2 separate regions of the Lactuca sativa genome follow, and region 1 is linked to region 2. The links are chromatin contacts, called in public Hi-C maps. All regions are on one chromosome and are shown on one strand. The core of a region is the stretch at or near the end of the contact, and the rest is flanking DNA. Distances in the headings are between cores, read along the strand shown.

Evidence for each region. Hi-C and Micro-C count contacts between places; a contact is called where the count stands out from the background.
Region 1: a contact with region 2 is called in a Hi-C map of leaf, with 5 times the contacts expected there. The contact joins the promoter of LOC111889949 here to the promoter of LOC111892106 in region 2. A contact is called at or near these places in 2 of 4 Hi-C or Micro-C datasets (both in leaf).

What each region holds. Positions count from the first base shown.
Region 1 is chr2:225,703,040-225,705,975 of Lsat_Salinas_v11, reverse strand. It overlaps LOC111889949 (U-box domain-containing protein 52), which reads right to left and starts at 1,567. Exons shown (of 11, transcript XM_042899615.2): 1 at 1,411-1,567; 2 at 1,190-1,307; 3 at 886-1,087; 4 at 691-809; 5 at 504-625; 6 at 246-418. The coding sequence starts at 1,081.
Region 2 is chr2:225,286,135-225,288,970 of Lsat_Salinas_v11, reverse strand. It overlaps LOC111892106 (putative kinase-like protein TMKL1), which reads right to left and starts at 1,333. Exons shown (of 2, transcript XM_023888174.3): 1 at 552-1,333. The coding sequence starts at 1,050.

The sequences.
Region 1 (2,936 bases), core at 318-2,817, 420 kb before region 2:
AAATTAAAAAATAATTTTTTTTGGACTTTTGAGGTCAAATCCATAATTATCAGAATTATAATTCGTATGAATCTTGATTTATATTTGATACCAAAATCTTTCTACTCATTCTAATTGTTATAGTCTTTAATGGATTGTGAATTTTTTGAAGAAAATAGAAGAATTTGTATCGAAATTGACTTAGAAAATCAATCTCGTTGACCTAGTAAGTCAAAGGTGTTCTTTTTCATGATTATACGAGGTACCTGTTCTTGAAGAATTGGTGACAGAACTTGAATCACTACTGTTATCATCTTTACTCGATCCAATGGTATCAGAATCAGAAGCCCTGAGTGATGATAATTTCCCTTTTGAAATCGCATACACTGTACAAAAACTCGGAATGCTTTCAGATATTCTAGACGACAAACCTTTCCCCCTGGAACACCAAGAACACATCGATATTTAAATAAAATAATAAAAAAAGGAAAAAGAGAATAAAAGGTGCATAAAGAATTGGGTACCTCGAGAACATGCCACTCGATGAAGCTCCAATCACAAGCTTGTTAATATTGCCTTTTACAATTTCCTGTTTTATAGCATCCACCACATCATCTGATTCGATTTGCAAGATTTCTACCTGCACCTGAAAATAAAAAGAAAACTTTAATCTTATGATCAAGAATCAAGAAAATCATATAAAAATCAAACCTTTTTCTTGGCACACATGTTCTTGAAAGGAAGAAGCTTTTCGTATGCTTGCCATTCGACTTCCTTTTTGTAAGCAATTACTACATCATCTCGCACTTGTGAAGCAGGAACAACACCCACTGTAAAAAAATTAAGGATTTTTTTTTTTTTTTGAAATTATATGAGAAGAGAAGGGTTTTTGAAAGTGAAACTTACTGGGTGTTGGGATTCGAGTGATTTTAGGGCGAACAAGGATCAATTTGAAGAGAAGAATACCCTCAGGAACGAATTTATCCAATGCCCATCTAACCACATATTTGGTTTTTTTATTTCCGTTGACGGCTAAAGCAACGACCAAATATGAAGGCGTTGTTAGTTTATCCACCCCTTGAATCATTCCTTCATCCTCCATTTTTTTCTGCAAAATTAACCATAGGAATGTATGAAACATAGGATATAAAAGAATTGAAAGGTTTCTTGAAGATAAATTTCAAACCCAGAAACGATGTGAGAACCTAACTGCAGCGATTTCATACACCCAACCAATTTCTTGAAATAAAGGTTAAAAAATCAAGAAGATTTTTCATCAAGATTGAAAACTGGAATGGAGTTAGTGTGTGTGAGAGAATTTCGGAGTCCTGAAAAACCAAGAAAAAAAATCTTTGATAACCTATAAAAATTATGAATTTAAAGTTTGGTAAAAAGTTATAATCAAGAAAAGCGAAGCTCTTAAGCCCATACCAAATCATATGAAGTCTTTCAAATCAGATTGAAGAACTCATTACTGATAGAAGGCATTTTCAACAACAACAAGAATCGAAGGTTCCCTCCCTCCCTCCCTCCCCCTCTCTCTCTCTCTCTCTCTCTCTCTCTCTCTCTCTCTCTCTAGAATATCTTTGATTACGTGATCTTCTCTCTCTAGAATCGCTTTAATTTCATGGAAAGATTGGATCAATCGTGAAATCGGTTACTTATTATTAGGTGTCAAAGAGACCCAAAAACCTGAAAGTGACCCTGGGGTTAAGTTAAAGAGAAACCTTGCCGTAATCGCACCTCCCAAAACTGGATTTGTTTTATTATTTATTTGTGGAATTGTGGAATTAACAATGCCACAGTGTTTTTTTTGTTCAACGACAATGATAAGATGATTTGATATCCATAATTAATCTTTTTATAAACATTTAATTTTGGTCCAAGTTATTAGTTTATGTCAACTTGATAACATGTGACAAAGTACTTCTCATTTAACATTACTTTTCTATAATTGTACCTTTTGGCAGGTAAATTTCCATGGACTTTACATCTTTTGTAACAAATTTTCTAAAACCATGGTGTTGGTTGCTTGTTGTCTTCTATAAAAGAAAATATATTACTAAGAGGCTTCAAATACAAAATGTCACGGCAGATCATCTGACATTTAAATCGGCATTACTCGCACCAAATTCGATTAAACCTTTATGAAAAAGGGCAAACTTATCTCTAAATTTTAAGTGTTGTTAAATAAAAAAGAGAATGATAAAAAAAATCTAGGAGTACTTTCACAAAATTGAAAAACTCCTTTAAATATTAATCTTAAATTTTGAAATATGAGATAAGGATATATGGTGAAACACTTTAACACCTCTAGTCCCACCACCGACGTTCTCCCTTATACTTAGAGCGACTCTAACCACATCAATTTCTTGGGTTTTGAATTTGTTGGATGCAAATTATCATTTCAGCCGCACTCTATTTTCATCATCAAAGTGATTAATATAACATAGTTTGACAAAAACTAGCAAGTAAATATAAGGTAGTTTTTTTTTTTTTTTTTTCTATATATTATAAAATTGTTTGATTAAAATAGATATAAAACATTAAAACTAAAAGCTAATATGCGTTTTGTGTGCTGATTATTACTTTTTTTTTCTACCAATGTCATTAAATATTGATGAAAAAAAAAAGTCAATACATATCGACGGAAGTCAACCGGGCAACAAGTTGCACCGCTAGTCCTTTCTGGATGACAAAACTAATTCTTTTGAAAACAATATCTGTGGATCTAGAAGATATAACATTAGAATGCATGACCCGTTAGACTCTGTTGATGAGCTTCACCACCTCTGGTGCGAGAAAACTAAATGTATAAAATGTGAAATGTATAAACACATGTTGATTTTCAATGCATGCATTTTCATGCTTTGCCACTCTGCACACGACGGCTTTCAACACAGCATGCCCCGCTGTGAAACATTCGCTCCTTAAACCGACGAGAGGGGAGACCCCAA
Region 2 (2,836 bases), core at 84-2,583:
TCTGCAATTAGGATTCATAAAGAACAATGGTCCTGTTTAATACAATTAGTCTGCAGTTATAATTTTCCAATGTATCAAAAAAAAATCTTGTTGATTTTGACACAAAAAAATAAGTAATGTTGACTACTATTTGAAGTGTGCAATAACACAGCCTTGACCCAATTCAAACAGACATATGATAGAAAACAAATATGAATATCAAAAGCAAAAGCAAAAAGGTGAAAGAAACAGATGATGCAAGAAATCCATAAAGTTCGAATCTTTACCAAAGCAAGGCCATGTACAACAACGATACACGCACATAATAGTTGTACAGTACAACCATTTAACTCATTTCCATGCATAAACTGCTACTTGCAGCTTTTTCTCTCATGAATTTTTAATTTTCTTCTCTTTTTTGTCGAGATTATCATTACCCAAAAGGCGCATCATTTATTCAAAATTTTAAAGAAACCCCAAAAGAAAAAAATCGAATCTTTTTTTTTAATCATGCACAAGAAACGAAAAAGATAAAATAAACGAAATTTTGCGTAAAGAAATTCAGAAATCACCTCTGATAAACTGAGCCAAATTTCCTCTTCTGTAGAAGGGATGAACGAAGAGCTTTTCACCTCGAGGCCCAGAATAAAACCCAGAAAGAGGCACCAAATTTGGATGCCGAATCGACCCCAAAACTTGTACCACATGCATCACATCTTGTACCTTTCCAGTACAACAAGCTGGTCTCAAGAATCTCAACAACAAAACCGAATCACTCAACAAATTAGCTCTATACAAAGTCCCATAACTTGATTTCCCAATCACTTCACCAGGAGCATCTAAAATATCAAAACAAGTGAGATCTTCACCACCTTCGAACCGAATCAAATCCCCTTTCATGTCCACTTCTTCAACATCAATTTCTTTACATTCAGGGTTCGCTTCTTTATCCCATGATTCATCTCTTGCAGACCCTTTTCTTCTACACAACCAAATCAAGAAAATGAGAACAAATAACAGAAAAGAAGAGGACAGTGTGATAACCAGTATGAGTATGTTTTTCTTCTCCATTCGGATCTGGAGAAAAAGAACTAAAGATTGTTGTGGAAGAAGATGAAATCGGATCTGGGTCGGGTTTTAAGGTTTAAGTTTCACCCATTTTGGTGATAAATATTAGAGAAGATCTGGATGGAGGTGGAAGTTGGTGTTTGATGTTTTGTGAAAGATGAACAGAAGTAAGAAGGACAGAATGAATGGGAAAAGAAGCTTTTCTTTCCTTCCTTTTTTGAAGAGCAGACAGAGAAGAGAAGAAAGATGTGGGACATAGTCAATGGAATCATATCATTTTTCTAGGTACATTAAAGAACCCTCTAAATATTAAATATTTACATTGTCGAAACACTAAATACTTTTTTATAAATTGGGATATTTAATTTCTCGTTAACTAAACTACGATGTTTTTAGTTAACTTTCAAGAAATTAATAAAAAAATAGTTTTTGAAAAATGATTAATTCCTTTGCAATATCACATCCAAAATAGATGAGAACGGGTCAAAGCTTTTTTCCTTTAATCCAATAATCCTATATAAATTGGGAGATCTCGTATACCGAAATATCATTCGGAAAAATCTAAAAAAAGAAAAAAAAAACATTGAAACTCAAAGTCTAAAGTTTTACTTCCATGAACCATGTTAGTTTCATATATGCAACTACTTAGATTTTATGTCTATCTATGTTAACACATAGTCTGGAATATGAAGAGAATCTCTAAAATACAGAGAACATGTCCACAATGTATATCCCGATTATGTATGGATTTCAAATTTCTAGTAGTTTTTATTTTTGTTAAATTTTCAATAATCTTATTGTTAACTTGTGTGTATCCCAAATACCATTAGAAATAAACCATGGAATACCACAAAATGCCTGAGATGATATGGTGTTTTATGACATGTGAAGAATTTTTCCGTAATTTGATGTTTTGTTCCGGGATACAAAAAAAGGTGATTTGTGGTTGCAGTTCACAAGTAGTAATCGTCAATTTCTAACCCATGTCGCAAATTTTAATGTTGTTTTCGGGTCATAGCAAACTCTTGTTTTGTTGGGTGGTTTGATCCCCCAATGGGCCCTAGGGCATGTGTTGTTATTCCAGGGTTGATAACGTCAAAGTACATGTTAGAGAAGTCTTTTCAAGATGCCAAGAAATACAAAATCATGTTCTATGCATCTTGGTATTTTGCATCTTTATGTTATTTTTAAAAATTTATGTAACGTCCTAAAATACTAGGTAAAAAATTTTCTTTAAGTCAACCCAAAACAATCAATCATTTGATCCAAAATCCCATCAAAGTATAAAAACATGTCATATAATTATCAGAGTATAAATCAAATCATAAAATGCAGAACACTGGTGGTTGCTTCATGCAATGCAATCACATCGAGCTCTTCCCTTTGGAACCAAAAGAACCTGAAACAATAAACATGAATCGTAAGCACAAAGCTTAATGAATTCCCCCAAAATACCACATACAACATACATATAAACAGGCCCCGCCGAAGCTACATAACAGCCCCGCCCAAAATGATATATAACGGCCCCTGCCCAAATAACACATGCAAGAGTCACAAAGACATCTAGCATCCCACAAACATAATCCAGTGGGCCAACATTGGTGCCTTCGACCTACGAGTACTGTGAAGAGGCTCACCTCGATCTAAACGAATAAATCTTACACACGAGCCGCTGGTGCTAAAGTCTCTCCCACTAAACATATCTAAAAACCAAACCCTAATTAGCAATTAAGGTAAATACCTCAACTCAGCAAGTCCAAATACCAAGGCTAATCCTCATTTGGGC